2 separate regions of the Gossypium arboreum genome follow, and region 1 is linked to region 2. A link is a contact called in public Hi-C data. All regions are on one chromosome and are shown on one strand. The core of a region is the stretch at or near the end of the contact, and the rest is flanking DNA. Distances in the headings are between cores, read along the strand shown. Region 1 holds the start of LOC108459597 (ribonuclease TUDOR 1-like). Region 2 overlaps LOC108457654 (respiratory burst oxidase homolog protein C-like).

The links. A called contact is a pair of places that touch in the nucleus more often than the background predicts.
Region 1: a contact with region 2 is called in a Hi-C map of leaf, with 3 times the contacts expected there. The contact joins the promoter of LOC108459597 here to the enhancer-like site in region 2. A contact is called at or near these places in 2 of 5 Hi-C or Micro-C datasets (both in leaf).

What each region holds. Positions count from the first base shown.
Region 1 is chr1:12,739,603-12,742,391 of ASM2569848v2, forward strand. It overlaps LOC108459597 (ribonuclease TUDOR 1-like), which reads right to left and starts at 1,389. Exons shown (of 17, transcript XM_017759000.2): 1 at 1,176-1,389; 2 at 695-870; 3 at 404-478; 4 at 185-298; 5 at 6-110. The coding sequence starts at 853.
Region 2 is chr1:12,684,734-12,687,899 of ASM2569848v2, forward strand. It overlaps LOC108457654 (respiratory burst oxidase homolog protein C-like), which reads left to right. Exons shown (of 12, transcript XM_017756713.2): 11 at 1,220-1,782; 12 at 1,869-2,201. The coding sequence ends at 1,978. Among protein-coding and RNA genes, the nearest start is that of LOC108457654, 6.7 kb to the left of the region's middle. Within about 2 kb of position 1,653, at least 2 of the 2 cell types and tissues checked have an H3K27ac peak or open chromatin away from gene starts, as enhancers often do. A contact at or near this core is called in leaf, where this site is marked.

The DNA of each region.
Region 1 (2,789 bases), core at 139-2,638, 55 kb after region 2:
ATAACCTTGCTCCATTGGCCCAGACCTTGTTGTTTGGCTTGTTCTTCAAGATGTAACAATTCAGCAACATATGGACTAACTTCCCCTTTCTGCTGCCCCTGCCCCCTAACCTGTACAAACCTGGCTCAGTTGAAAACTAGAATAACCTTTCTCATGTATTATAACATACTGAAAAGAAAATTACCTTTGCCCAGCCTTCAGAGACAACCAACATTGCAACATTTTTGTCACCAAGATAAACAGAGCCAAACTCCCGGGCAATGCTTGGTACTGAATATTCAACTCTGAAAATAACTTCCTAAGTGAAGAATAGATTGATTTAGGTCACTCTTATTCTAAACAGCCAATGTCCTCTATGATGACGACAACAACAACAACCAGAAAAATTCAAAAGTCGAAGCACCTTTCCTATGCAGAGCTTCCTCAAATATTCTCTGCTATTCCAAGCAAATGGCTCATCAACACCCCCTCTGCGGGCCTATTAATAAGATAAGACGAAAGAAACAAAAAGCTTCAATGGGAAGAACATGAACCGGATTCGCTTTTCTTAGGCCATTGCAGCTATACAAACTCACCAATTTAATTTATAGTTTAGAAGTGACTGTCATTCAACAAAATCATTATCCAAACAAGTAAATCATTAAACTCAATAGCATCAAAGTCAAAAGGAAAAGCATATCCAATTGAGGTTTACCAGTTTAGGAGAAATGAGAGATGCCAAAGTAATGGTTTTCTCAGGTGGTGGTCCAGGCCTGTTACTGGACAAGGCCATTACTACCAAGCAATCACCCGATTGAACTGCTTTGACTTTCCCTTTGTACCATCCCGTGCCCCCACCAGTTGATGCCGCCATTCTCAATAGCTAAAGATCTACCATAAAAAATAACGAAACACTTCACTTCAACATCATTATCTCAATCAACAACCAAAAACGTTATTAGCATTCTAAATAACAAAATTCAATTTTTTTTAAAACAAAAAGAACCCAGATCCGAATTCATTGCAACTTCAAAACAACCAACAATTGAAATATTGATAACAGAAATAGTTTAAAACGCCCTTTGATCAAATCAAACAACAGCTAGAAAACAAAAATGAAGAGATAAAATTGATCATAAGTTTGCGCTTGGGTGTAGAATCAGATTATAGAAATGCAAACGAAAAATATGTAATACCAAAAAGAAAATATGGATAATTATGGGTGCAGGTTGAGGAAAATTGAAGCCTTATTGGATCTATCAGAAAATGAAGAGTGAGACTTGGTTTTATATTTCTGTGTGAAAACACAAAGGAGGTGAGATGTTGAGAGGAGAGGCTGGCGCGGGTGCAATATAGAAATGGGGATTAAAAATACCCTCCTCCAATATTTTTGGAAAAATAACATCAAAGTACAATATCTAATTTTGTCATTTTCTAAAGTTGACATATGTGATATACATTTCCTATTTTAATGTTTCATGCCTTGCTCTTTTGCCCAATAAAACAGTCATATTACCCAAAATACAACATGTTTTGAATTTGGCACCGCCACTGGCATCTGTCAGCTGTATTTAAAACCATAGCAATTTTATGAACTTACTCGGAAACAAGTGATGTCAAGCCCATCAACTCACGTCAGCAGGGAGGGGTCACCTCGGGCCGACTTTTTCAGGCCAACTGAACCGGATTTTCGACTTTTTATAAAAATACCCAAAACTTTTTATTATTTTTTAAAATAATCCACTTTAAAAATTATGTACATAGATGACCCGTTTTGAACAATAAACATCGCTGATGTCATTTTCATTGGTGCCACCACCTCCAATTTTTTTTGAAAAAAATTTTTAGGTGCCGTCGTTGCCATTAGTAGCATCATATTAAAGTATAATTATATAAAATGTTTAAGAACCTGATAAAGCGATTATCCTTTTAGATTGGATGAAAAAATATCGCACTAATTAAATATTTTTAAATTTTGGTCTATTTGCATATTAAGTTTGTCTGCTTTTGAAATTAAATTTAAGTAGTCCTTAAAATATAAGCATAACAAAAATAAACTATTTTCAAATTGTATTATTTTTAAAATACAATAAACTTAAAAAACTATATAAAGTCCTTATTTAAATTACTCAAGTATATCTCTAAAAATTTTCCTCAAGTTTTAAATAAGAGTATTTTACTTTGAGGAAAATTCTTGAGGGATATATTTGGGTAATTTAAATAAAAATTTATATTTTATAAGTTTATTTTAAAAAAATTTAAAAGAGTTTATTTTTATTTTTATATATTTTAAGGACAATTTAAAATTTCATAAGGAACAAATCTAATATGCAAATAAATGAATAAATTTAATATGCAAATAGATCAAAATTTAAAAGCATTTCATTGGTGCGGCTAGAGGAATGGCACCACCATTTTTTCATTCTATCTTAAAGGATAATTATTTCATCAGTCTCTGAATGTTTTATATAACTATACTTCAGTCTAATGCCGCCATTGGCAACGACTGCACCCAAAATAATTATTATTTTTTTTAAAAATGGAGGTGGTGATGCCAAAGGCAATGAGGTCACTGACGTTTAATGTTCAAAACAGGTCATTTACGTAAATAATTTTTAAAGTGAGCTATTTTCGTAAAAAATCAAAAGTTTTGAGTCATTTTTATAAAAAAACGATTTTTAAAGTGTTGGAAATCATGAACAGAACCGGTCAAATCAGACCAGGACGTGGTCAAATCCGATCAGACTAGAAATGGGGAATCAATTCCAACAGATCAATTTTCAGGGCATTTCGGGCCCACTGAACCCGAG
Region 2 (3,166 bases), core at 403-2,902:
ATAAAAGTACAAAAGAGAATGATTTTTTAAAGCTTTTAGGTCTATTGTATTTTTATATTTTTGATTTTATATATATATATATTTATTTTCATACATAAAATCTTCAAAAATTTATTTATTTAAAAATTAATATGAAAAATATAACAATTGTCCACTTTTCGCATTTGCGAAGATGTTGATGGTGCCCATTTAGTGGTTTAGCAATGTCATATTCGTTGTTTGTCGGTTCTCCTTGAAATACGGGGCCATATTTTATTCCTGCCTGCCTATCTCACTTAGCTTACAAATCACCTCCATATCACAAAAACAATAGCATCAAGTTGTTGAAAGTTAGCAACCAAAACACTAATTTCAAAACCTTTGACTCATGCTACATGCCAATGAAGAAAATTTGGATATTTCACCTTGTTAGCTAGTGGCAGTCACAAACCTCCTTTGATGGAAAGTGGATGTCCCTAACAACAGAAATATATATATATATATATATAGTCATTTTCATCTTTAGCTGTACATTACTTTTTTTCATAACCACTGTAGCTCAAATTATTGGGGTTTAACATTTTAGGGATTACATAAAATTAAAATTTTTAAAATGATTATATAAAGTTTAATTTTTAGAAAAATATTTAAATAAAAGATTTTCAAGTACTCTAACTTAATAATTGTAATAAAATTAAGTAAATGTCAACTTGTTTAGAATAAAATAGGTGTCAGTTGAATCATATATTAAGTAAAATTATAAATATGCTACATTTGAAAGGTTTTAGTAGAGCACTTTAAACAAATTTAACCCTTATTTGATCATTTTAAAAGTTTGGCATTCATTTAAATAATTTTGTAAATGTTTAGTTTTTATATGATTGATTAAACTTTATGAGCAACCTATATAAAAGATTATGCCTCAATTAATGTATGACAAAGCAGAGGCGATTCTAGGGGGGGCTGGCATGGGCTCGGCCCCTCTAAAATGAAAAATTGTCATTTAAATCCTTTAATTTTTTAAAATTTTAAATTAATAAAAGTAAAATTACACTTTAATCTTCCTAAAATTATAAAAATTTGATTTAATCTTTTAAAAATTATAAATATATAAACTATATAAAAAATTTAAAATTTCGTTCTGCCACTAAAAAATTATTCTGCTTTGCCATGTCACAAAGGATGCTTTTCAAAAGCAATAGATTGCTGAATATGTTTGATTGATGACTGAAATGTACAGATTCCCAAGAGTGCTAATCGATGGGCCATATGGAGCACCAGCACAGGACTACAAGAAATATGAAGTGGTTTTGTTAGTGGGTTTGGGGATTGGAGCAACCCCCATGATCAGCATTGTCAAAGACATTGTACACAACATCAGATCCATGGCGGAGGATGAAGATGAAGAACTGAGCAGTGCCCTGGAAAATGGGGCTACCATAAATAACAAAACGAGTTCTCCATCTCCACCAAATCCAAAAAGAAGAGAAAACTTCAAGACAAAGAGGGCTTACTTTTATTGGGTAACAAGGGAACAAGGCTCTTTTGATTGGTTCAAGGGCATCATGAATGAAGTAGCTGAAATGGACCATGATCATGTCATTGAGCTCCATAACTATTGCACCAGTGTTTACGAAGAAGGTGATGCTCGCTCTGCGCTCATCACCATGCTCCAGTCTCTCAACCATGCTAAAAACGGTGTCGATGTCGTCTCTGGTACACGTGTAAAATCGCATTTCGCCAAGCCAAATTGGCGCAGTGTCTACAAACACATTGCTGTTAATCACAACAACGCTCGAGTTGGTACGTACTACTACGCTGAACTAACCATTTTTAAACACAATACGGATGGTTTTAATATTAAATAGTTGGGAAAATGGTATTGGCAGGTGTGTTTTATTGTGGGGCACCGGCGCTGACCAAGGTGCTACGCCAGCTAGCTTCAGATTTCTCTCACAAGACCTCCACCAAGTTTGATTTCCATAAGGAGAATTTTTAATAAGGAGATGAAGTTAAATAATAAAATGACAGTCTAAGCTAAAGCTCACTTTGGGAAACTTGTGCACACCTTTGATCCCACTTCTGTCTTGGTTGTATAAAGTTCTTTGGCCCACTTTTCATGACCACCTATAACATGTTTCTATTATCTATCAAAAATATCAATAAAAAGTTGGACCACCATACTGGCTTATTGATTGGGATTTCTGGTGGACCAAAAAGAATGGGCTTAGCTCAAATACACTATTGCTCAACAAAGACTAGGCCGACCCTAATGAGTTTAAATATAAAAAGACAATTTGACCCAAATAAGTTAGGACAAGGCACGGTGTCTTCTATAGGCTCTAATCCTATAAGTTTAAGCGCTTGCACAAGCATAACATACGCTACCCTCTTAGCTTTTCTTTTGCTACTGGACTTTTTTACCTTAATAATGCAATTTTTTTTTTATCTGAGATGATATGTATATGAGATTATTTACTAACGTAGTATGTTCGTAATAGTTACCATGGGTGGTGCTTTACGAGTTGGCACCACCACTTTCTTTTTCCTACAATCATCAGGCCATTATGAGACCATAATAAGGTTTAAAAAAAATCATTTTTTGTTGGTGGTGCCAACCTATATGGCAGTACCAATATTACCTATCATAATACGGGTAAAATACAAGTCTGAATTGGGTTGGAGGGGTGGAGGAGACTTGTTAGGCACCGCCCAGGTAGAGGGATGCTGTCAGGCAATGCCCAGGTGGAGGGACGCTGTCAAGCGACACCGGACCCTATGTAACAGCCCGGTTTAGACCCTAGTCGAAATAGTAGTTTTGGGACCACAAATTCGAGTCAGAAAAATATTTAAATATTATTTTCTATGTTTACTGTATGTGGTTAAGTATGTGTGAAAGTTTTGTATGAAAATTTAATCGTTTGTGTGCTCAATTTGATAAAAGGACCTAATAGCGTAAAATGCAAAAGTGAGGTTCCATACGTTAAAAGTACCTATTTGCTATGGCTGTTTAATTGAGAGGTCCTTATGTGGTAATAAACCATTGAATTATTGATTGAACATTGATGGCTTTAATGAATATGAATTATATGTTTAATAAAGGTTAAGTTAGTAATTATTATAATTATGGTTATTATAATAAAACAAAATGAATTTTGTTTATCATTTTAACATCACCTAGCCGAAT